Linked DNA regions of Sus scrofa: region 1 is linked to region 2. The links are chromatin contacts, called in public HiChIP or PLAC-seq maps. All regions are on one chromosome and are shown on one strand. The core of a region is the stretch at or near the end of the contact, and the rest is flanking DNA. Distances in the headings are between cores, read along the strand shown. Region 1 overlaps MALRD1 (MAM and LDL-receptor class A domain-containing protein 1). Region 2 overlaps PLXDC2 (plexin domain-containing protein 2).

What was found. HiChIP or PLAC-seq counts read pairs in DNA pulled down with a chosen protein or histone mark.
Region 1: an H3K27ac HiChIP or PLAC-seq map of alveolar macrophages shows a contact between it and region 2. The contact joins two enhancer-like sites. A contact is called at or near these places in 1 of 47 Hi-C or Micro-C datasets (embryonic fibroblasts) and 1 of 2 datasets of contacts at active chromatin or transcription factors (alveolar macrophages).

What each region holds. Positions count from the first base shown.
Region 1 is chr10:54,857,869-54,863,172 of Sscrofa11.1, reverse strand. All of the region lies in intron 40 of MALRD1 (MAM and LDL-receptor class A domain-containing protein 1), which reads left to right. Among named protein-coding and RNA genes, the nearest start is that of PLXDC2, 180 kb to the right of the region's middle. Within about 2 kb of position 3,417, at least 6 of the 83 cell types and tissues checked have an H3K27ac peak or open chromatin away from gene starts, as enhancers often do. A contact at or near this core is called in alveolar macrophages, where this site is marked.
Region 2 is chr10:54,275,492-54,280,336 of Sscrofa11.1, reverse strand. All of the region lies in intron 14 of PLXDC2 (plexin domain-containing protein 2), which reads left to right. Among named protein-coding and RNA genes, the nearest start is that of PLXDC2, 400 kb to the left of the region's middle. Within about 2 kb of position 2,021, at least 1 of the 83 cell types and tissues checked has an H3K27ac peak or open chromatin away from gene starts, as enhancers often do. A contact at or near this core is called in alveolar macrophages, where this site is marked.

The DNA.
Region 1 (5,304 bases), core at 2,168-4,667, 580 kb before region 2:
CACAGCATTAAAATACATATAGCCAAAATTGATCAAGCTACAATTTCCATGATTGAATAAATGTCTTAAAGGGTGATATTACTATATTACTTTCTTAATAAATTTTTTAAAACACATAAAATTAGGAATTATCTGGAAAAACTAAATTATCAGAAGTGACTTATGAATAAACAAAAATAATCACCTTAGATAAATCAAATAAATAGATAAAAAGTCTCCCCCTTTAAATGGCCATTGAAACCAGACAAGTTTTTTCTTTCTTTAATGTTAAATATATCATATATTTAGATAATTGAAGAAAACATGTTAATTTATCAAATAATTACAAAGCAGACTTCCATATCTGATGGCTTTAAAAACAATCTTTACAAAATCTTCATGGAAAACTTATCCCTATTTTATACTGACTATTTCAGAAAAACTAAGCAAAGTAGAAAAACCATCCTACTCACTTTATGAGACAGGCTAATGTTGATGCCAACAAGGGATACAGACAAAGCAAAGAAAGTATAGAGTAAGTTTACTACTAAACATAAAGGCAGAAATCAAAAGTGGAATATTTATTAGCTGAATTTATCAATTGGTACCAGATAAAGTTACTTGCTCCTAGTGAGGAAAAGGAGCCTGCCACTAGTGGGTGAAAAAAACTGGATTTCTGGTCTACCTGCTTTCAGGCCAGAGTAAGGGCAGTCATCAATGGTTTATAAATTAGTTATATGGTCAAAGTTCTGTTTGAGGAAGGTTAATGTCCCATTCCCTCTACAGAAATCAGAAATGAATCAGCAAACATACCAGCCACATGCCAAGGTGGGCCCTGAGGTTAAGTCACATCACTGGAATGTCTGGAGGTAGATGCCATCGTCAAAACAAATTGAGATCACTCAGTACTAGAAAGGCAGCATCACGTAGCAGATCAAAGAATTCAGGAGAGAGGGCAAAAGTTTTAGTCCTAAAGCTCCACAAAAGGAATGCTGAAGATATATAAGCTAAATGTTTAAACAAAGGCAGGAAATAAGGTCATGTGTCATGGGACACTTTTTTCTCCCCTCCTGATTTTTCTCCATGGATTATGACAATGTGAAGTATACTAAGGCACAGAACAAAAAGTTAGACGGGGATGACATTGGAGAGAATGCTTAATGAGACTGAAATGAGTCATAAAAGTTATAGGCACACCTTTCATCCAAAAGTAAAATGATGCCACATTAAGGGAGTAGCAGAAAATTAATTTTGGCAAAGAGGTTTTAGAACTTACCAATCGATTAAATATGAATGATGGATGAGAAAGAAAAGGGAAGAATGAAAGATGACCCTAACCCTCTAATAACGTGGAAAATGGTAGCACCATTAAACAGGAACCTCAATGTCTAGAAGAACAGTTGTTTTCAAGAGAAAAGACCTACTATTCTGTTCATCTCTTCAGAAAGTGTATTTCCAGCTACTTCAGGAATGTGAACCAAGAAGTCCTTCACCAGAACTAGGGTTTGTTTGCAATTATTATGGCATTTTTTTTAGCCTTTGCTCTTAGATTCCAATGAGGTCACCTCCCACAAAAGATTGCCTGTGGAAGCTAAGTGTTTGGCAAGAGTCCTAGAGAAGGAAGCCCAGACTCAAACCATAAGAAACATGTCAGCAAACAGTTTAACTTCCTTTTTGTCATGCGGATAACCAGCGTAACAGGGAGACGAGGTTTTTGGTTTTTTCTTCTTAATTGAAGCCTCATGAAAAGTAAATTCTTAAACTTTGCTTTATCTGAGGGGGGAAAAAAGGAAAATAATTGAAAGCTCCATTAGATGTATAGAAAGTAAAAATTAGGAAGTCGAGGTGGACAATGGTCCAGAAGTTCAAATACAGACACAGATAAAAAATGTAAAAAATGAGGAATGTTATTCTCTTTAAAAATAAAATTGAATAGCAAAGAAAAAATTTAGTCTCGATACTGTGCTTTTATTTTAGAAAAAAGCATCCATCACGTCACCAAATAAATGGGTGTAGATCGCACCACCAACTGTACATAGATGAATGGAACTCTTGTGCTTATTGGTCTCTAAGATGCTGGCAGGATGTAGTCATCTTTATATTATGGTCTGGATTAGAAAAATGGCTGAAATGAAGTAGTTCAAATGCAACAGACTGCTGGTTCTTTGATCCCAACAAGAACCCTGTAAAATATCTCTCTGTCCACCACACATGGAGGTTTCCATACCCTTTAAAGTAACTTTTCCCCAGCCCACACCACACATTTGAGGAAACATGCAAAAATAAATAAATAACATTTCAAAATAGAGTTTGACCCGCTGCAGTATCCCTGAGGGAGTGACTGAAATCTCAGTTTTCCATTCGTTCAGTACACAAAAATCTTGGCTTGTATCTCTAGTCTTCACCGTAAAATCAGTGGGAGAAATTGCAGATACATGTTATTTCATTGGTGCAAGGAATTAAGAAAGGATGAATGTTGGGAGTTCCCCTTGTGGCTCAATGGGTTATGAACCCATCTGGTATCCATGAGGATACAGGTTCAATCCCTGGCCTTGCTCAGTGGGCTAAGGATCCAGTGTTGCTGTGAGCTGTGGTGTAGGTCACAGACAAGGCTCAGATCCCCACCTATGGCTGTGGCCTATGGCTGTGGCATAGGCCAACAGCTGCAGCTCTGATTCAACCCCTAGCCTGGGAACTTACGTATGCTACAGGTGTATGGGGGGGTCAGGGGGGAAGGAAAGGATAAATGTCTAACAATTGAACTGTATTTTCTTTTTTTTTGTCTTTTTTTTTTTTTTTTTTTTGTCTTTTTGCTATTTCTTTGGGCCGCTCCCGTGGCATATGGAGGTTCCCAGGCTAGGGGTTCAATCGGAGCTATAGCCACTGGCCTATGCCAGAGCCACAGCAACGCGGGATCCGAGCCGCGTCTGCAACCTACACCACAGCTCACGGCAACGAGCGCCAGATCATTAACCCACTGAGATCGTTAACCCACTGAGCAAGGGCAGGGACCGAACCCGCAACCTCATGGTTCCTAGTCGGATTCGTTAACCACTGCGCCACGACGGGAACTCCGTATTTTCTTAGATCATATTTGCAATGTATATGCCTCTGGCCAGCAGCTGTCCACTGTATCATCTTCAGTATACAGACAACTTGAATGCTTTTCACTCTGCAAGACCAGATATAGTTAGTCACCGCTAACTAAACTTTGGAGTTGCTGTTGCCTTAAAGATTCACTCTGCCTATATACCACATACATCAGAAAAAAATTGTTTTTTCAGGAGTAGTGGTAGTGGAGGTGGAGGTTATTTACACAGTAGAGCTGGGCAAATTAAATTGAAACTAGCTCAAGTCACCTCCCCTCCCCTCATCTCAAATGTATTTTAGTAACTCCCCCCACTGAATATGGTGCCCACCAGGGGGCACTGCTTCATTGTATTCTATGCCTCAGCTGCTATTTCCAGAATTCCCCTTTCCCCCTTGCAGTATCCAAGGGTGTCTCCAAACCTGAGAAAGAAAAGTCTGTTTTAATTTTTTGAAATAAACATCTAGAGGGTCTTTCAAAAAAACACAATTGAAACTTAGCACTGAAGTTTTATGAATGTTCCTTTCTGTCTTAACCATATTCTGTATATGATACTTTGTGGATTCTCATAACACTAGGACTATTTTGGAAAATGTGATATCCAAAAACATCTAATTTGTATTTGTATCTCTCTGGGTCACGGTTACTCTGTGGTTAAAAGTTCCTGTCACTTTGTTTCTTGAACTTGAGTTTCCTCTTTTTCCCTTTCCACATAATCCCGAAATAATTCAGGATATTACACAGCAAAACAGCTGAGATGTGGAAGTTATATATATATATATATATATATATATATATATATATATATATATATATATTGTTTTTCAAATGAAAAGGAAAAAAAGACAAAGAAGGAATTTGTCAGAATAATGGCGTTCTGTCTTTGAAAAAATTAGTGTTATATCGTTTTCATTTGGTTTTCATTTCCAACTAGAAATCACCTAGGAATTGCTTTTATCATCTTAATGCCATCTGCGTTTTTTATCTTGGATATTCATTTTTACTAATGGTCTCAAAGGAAGATTAAAAATAGGTTTAAAGAAGAGGAAAGGCTACAATAATCAGATTTAAATATCCCAAAGTTATATTTATCATGAATTTATCAGATCTAAACATCCCAAAGTTATGTTTAATGTAGCATAGATTTTATGATGGTGGGTTATGTTTTTATACGATAGCATATATGTGTGATAAATTTGAATAAAAAGCAAGTAATACTTAAGACATTCTAGAATTAACATTCAAACTCTCACTGTTAAAGTGGTTAAAGTGAACACTGAATAGCACTAAAGCTATTATAAGCTTCATGTATCAGAGTACCAAGCAATAATTATATGTACACTCATTGCTTTTTGATCATCAGATAAAGGCTTTACACATGAAAGAAAAAGATGTATGGTTCTTAGAAGCACATACATCATCTTGAGACAGATTAATAATTTTGTTTTACTTATTATGACCAAATATTATTTCCCCAGTGCAGTATTAGACTTTGTTAAGAACTTTTTGTTTGTGGTGTTCTACAGATTATAGGATGCAATAGACAAAAGAAGTGAGACTTCAAGGAATGAAGTTAACATTCTTGGAGTTAAAAAAAAAAAACAAAACTTTGTTAGGAGGAATGCGTGTTGTAGCTATTTTAAAATCTAATATGAGTTTGTCTGTCTCTTATGCAAGCTCATTAGTTGATTTTTAATGCCTGATACCAAATTTTACAAGTAGACTTTATAAAATATTTCCCAACCACTAGACATGACTTCCTCAGAGTTAAATTGTGTATTCAAATTATGTTAAATAACTCAATTGTGTTACAGCCTGTATAGCTAAGCCCTGTCCTTTTATTATTGATAATAATAAGTAAACCATAATGGTATGAATTGGAGATTATCTTTGAGTGAATAAGGACTAATGCATACTTTTCCTTGAAATTAAAACTAATCTTAGTGATTTGTGGCATATTTTTAAGATATTTTTGAATGAGATGTGTCAAACCGAACCTCAAAATAAATTTATTGAAACTTTACAGCATACTTTGATTTTGAGGGTTATGCCTGCAAAACAGTGTTTTTGTTCGTATATCTATGCATCTCCCTCTCTTGTCTAGAATCATTGTGGAATCAGGATAACAGACTATTCTAGAAAATCTATTCAGCTGTCTAGTGGTTAATCTTATCACTCTGCTGTGAAGCTATACTGAACTCTGTGATCTTTGGAGTTACCAAAACGGGGACATTTTT
Region 2 (4,845 bases), core at 772-3,271:
CATGAGGAGGGCTGTCTCCAGATAGAACGAGCAGTGTAGAAAAGATGGAAGTGCGTATTTTCAAAATGATGCAAGAGGAACCCTGAGAAAGAAAATGTTAGTTATTAAATTTGCTGGAGGGGATAAAGTAGAGAAGGGGAAAACAAAACCAGTGGCTGAGGTTTTCTGAAGACCTGGGATGAGTCTAGCAATTAGCCTTGAGGCTGCACTGAGAATTTCATTCCGGAAAAAAATAAAAATCCTTAAAAAAAAAAAAAAAAAAAAAAAAAGAAAGGCCATTTCTAATGACTCAAATCCAAATGAAAGCCTCATTCCTCAAAGCTCATAAACTTTACTGTCAAATATTTTCAGCACATGCTTGACTTTATACCGAGTAATCAAATCTCTTCTCAGTGGGTTTTTAGCTTCAAGTGTGTTCAAGCTTTTGTGTGCAAATACCTTCTTTTCCCATAGTGTGCTTAAATGCCTAGAGTGTAGTGTCGTGTTTTACGTATAGGGGCTCCAGTAGCAATTTTACTGGCTGACTGAATGCAGGTATACCCATGGGGATATGCTAGTAGTCACTGCGGCCAGTCATTCTTGTTTGGGGCAACAAAATAGCCCATAATGGGCTGAAGTCAAAAGAGGGAAAAAGAATCTGGATGCTGGGTCTCTCACTGGCACAAACTGTGGAAGATCTGCTCAAGTCAATAGGAACACCCGTGAGTCTCCTTGTGATGGCGCTTTGCTGGACTTGGTAGATCAATGCAGAACCAAGGGCAGGGCTTGGGGAGCAATCTGACCCAGGTGCAGGTCATAAGGGGGTGCACTGTCTACAGAGAAGGGTATAATCACAGTAGAACTGACTAAAGAGATGTTTGTTTGTTTTTGTTTTTGTTTTTTTGGTCTTTTTGCCATTTCTTGGGCGGCTCCTGTGGCATATGGAGGTTCCCAGGCTAGGGGTCAAACTGGAGCTGTAGCTGCCGGCCTACGCCAGAGCCACAACAACACAGGATCCGAGCCACGTCTGCAACCTACACCACAGCTCACGGCAACGCCGGATCCTTAACCCACTGAGCAAGGCCAGGGATCAAACCTGCAACCTCATGGTTCCTAGTCGATTCGTTAACCACTGCACCACGACGGGAACTCCAGAGATGAGCTTTTTATTATCATTATGTGCCTGAAATTCTAAATTGTGTTAAACACTTTTGCTGATCTAAGGTCTCAAGAGTTGATTCAGTTACTATTTTACTGACAGAGTAGTTTTCTTACCTTTCTTTTAGTCAATATTGTCTTCTGCATGAAAGTTAATTCAGAGAACTCCCAGTTACACACTTGGCCCCTGATGGCAGACTCAGCTATGTGCATTCATATAGAGAATAGATGAACTCTTATGAATAAATGAACTCTTACTCCTCAAGATTCTGGAGTCCTTTGTACAAGTTCAGGATCAATGGGTCTCCAGCCTAGGGCATACTGCATACATCTGTGTTAAAACAGTAGACTCAGAATAAAGAACAAAAGCATTATGTTTGTAAAGACAGAAAAAGAACTTGAGTTACTTCCATTCTGTTATTGCAAAGTGCAAATCATTCTCTGGTGTTCACTCATTTGGCAATAGTCCCCTTCGTGTGTCTTTTTCCTCTTTTTCAAAAATGCATTATCATTCTATTTATTTATTTATTTTTTGCCACGGTATGAGAAAGTTTCCTGGCCAGGAATTGAACCCAAGCCACACAATGATCTAAGTCACAGCTGTAACAATACTAGATCCTTAAGCCACTAAACTACCAGGGAGCTCCTATTTTCCCTTTTTGTACAGTAGTATTGTTTTGTTTTTTATTTGTAATTATTGTGGCTGGCATGATTATATCTATGAAGTTCAAAACAGGAAGTTTTTTTTTTTTTTTTCTCCCAGTCTGCTTCTTTTCTGGCCATTATTATTACTCATTTCCTTTTCTGATTGTTACTGAAAAATCACGTTGTCTTGTAGAGGAGGCGGTTGTTACCAAAAGGATCTACTTCAGTGCTAAATATCTTTAGCACAGCACTGCTGTGGCTGTTTCAGAGCTGCGTAGATATGACTTTGACCCCAAGGACATGTATATATAGTATATGTATGCAACCACAGAAATAACCACAAGTGTGCTAAAATGTGAAAAGAGATGTGGATTAATATCAGGACATGTCTGAGACCACACAAGAGAATGAAGAGTAATCTGTAGGTGGGAATCCAGAAAGCTTTACTGGAAATTCTGTGAAATGGACAGTGCTTGTATAAGTAAAAATGGTAAAGAAAGTGGCATACAGGTTAGGGGAAAACCAGAGGCAAAAGCTCAGATTAGGGAATACTGGGATATAGACATGGAAGTTGATTCTCAACCTTCTGAGTGCATCTGACTGACCTGAAGAACTTTTTAAAAAATACACCTGCCTGGGGCCCCAGCAAGAGATTCTCAATCCATGGGCCAAAGTGGGCCTTGATGTCAATATATATATATATTTTTTTTTTTTTTTTTTTTTTTTTTTTTGCTATTTCTTGGGCCGCTCCCGAGGCATATGGAGGTTCCCAGGTTAGGGGTTGAATCGGAGCTGTAGCCACCGGCCTACGCCAGAGCCACAGCAACGCGGGATCCGAGCCGCGTCTGCAACCTACACCACAGCTCACGGCAACGCCGGATCGTTAACCCACTGAGCAAGGGCAGGGACCGAACCCGCAACCTCATGGTTCCTAGTCGGATTCGTTAACCACTGCACCACGATGGGAACTCCACTTTTTTTTTTTTTAATCTCCCAGGTGATGTTATTTTTCATCGTGTCCTAAATCCAATGGGCTATGAAAAAAAATATATATATAGACATGAAGTATTCAAAATGTGTGGTTAAAAGATCTTTCTTCCATGTTAAAGAGTTTGTACTTAATTTAGCAGGCAGTAGACAATCACTTAATTTTTATTTTAAGAATACTTTAGCTTTCAGAAAATCATGTAGATAACAAAAATAATTTTGTTATTTCCAGTATACAACAGTTCTCCATACGCTCTAGGGCAGTTTTCACCTTGGACATGTAATAACTATTAACTAATTCTTCAAGATTATCCAAAGCACGGTTCTAGAATGAAGGCATCAGACCATTGGCAAGTAGTAATTTTAGGCTGGAAAAGAGGCAACTGCAGGACAATAAAGCAACTTCCACATGAGGAAAAATAACCAAAAGGATGAATAGAGAACATGCAAAAAATACCCAGGCTGGGAGTTCCAGTCATGGTGCAGCGGAAATGAATCCTACTAGTATCCATTGGATACGGGTTCAATCCCTGGCCTCGCTCACTGGGTTAAGGATCTGGCATTGGCCTGAGCTGTGGTGTAGGTCGCAGATGCAGCTCGGATCTGGTGTGGCTGTGGCTGTGGTGTAGGCTGGCAGCTGTAGTTCTGATTCTACCCCTAGCCTGGGAAATTCCATGTGCCATAGGTGCAGCCCTAAAAAAAAAAAAAAAAAAAAAACAAAAACAAAAAAAAAACACCCAGGCTTTGCCTCACACAAGGGTTGTTGCTTAGAATTCTTGGCCGTATCAGAAGATAGACACATCCGTTTAAGTTATTCTTTTTAAGAAAAAAAGTGACCTACAATTCACGAGGTAAAGAAATGCAGCCACAAACAGGAGTCATTCATTTTAATTAGATTGCAAGTTTGGCTGGCCAGGGCCCAGAGCCATTAGAGTGTTTTCCTATGGATAGGGTTGCCAAATAAAATATAGGACACTTAGATAAATCTGAATTTCAAATACGCAATGAGGAATTTTTTTGAGTGTCACTATGTCCCAGGAAGTATAGTTTTAAAAAATTACTCGTTGTTTGTCTGCAATTCAAACTTAACCAGTGTCCTATAGATTTGTTTGCTAAATCTGGCAACCCAGATTTATAACTGAATGTAACTTGTGCTGAAGTACTAGTCAACAAAAAAGAAGGAGATTAGAGAATAATTTGTATTTTGAAGCATGACAAAGAAAATACTCCCCTTCCCTTGGACAGTCAAATAAGATCAAACTAAACACAGAAAGGTTGACCCAGTTCACTTTCCACAAAGGTCTGCTGGAGAGTCAGGGAAAGTCAGAGTTCAATATTTTTTCTTCCCCCCACTTTTAAAGAAATCTCCTGATCAAGGAGACAGGAGAGAATCATTCCCCCTGCTACTCAAAGTGCGTCGTGTGGACCAGCAGCCTCAGCAGCACCTGGGACCTCGTTCGCAATGCAGAGTCCCAGGCCTCTCCCCAAAGCTGCTGAATCAGAATCTGCATTTTAACAAGACCCCGTGTGATTTGTATCCAGGGTGGGAAATGCAGATTTGGTTCTGTAGGTTTCCAAAAACATGCTCTGGAAGACTCAGGGAGTGAGTGAGCAGGGGTTCCTCCATCGTGTGAAAAGACTGAGTGATCCTGTTTGGCTTCCAGGTAAAAATCCCCTGGAACAAAGGGTCTGTGGCTTAATAATAATTTTTTGTTGCTGTTGTTGTTAAAAAAGAAAAGAGAAGGTTTAAAAAAAAAAAAAAAAAGTAATCCGGTTCATTTCATTTTCCAAAAGGGGAAACTGAGAAACAAAACACATGAAGGTGCCCAAGTCTTGTGCTGGGCCTAAGACTTGATGCCACCCACACCTCAGGACCCAGCCTCTCCCCACATGCCATTGTTTGCTGAAGAAAGCAGCACAAAACACTAGAAATTTCGGAACAAGTGCTTGTCAAGCGCCATCAAGCACCACAGGTCTCTTCTAGCTTGGCCTTGAATTTCAAAATTAGCCCCGTGTCTTTCACACTCGTGCCTCGTGTAACTTCCTTTCAAGGGTTCGCCCAGCACATAAAAAAGC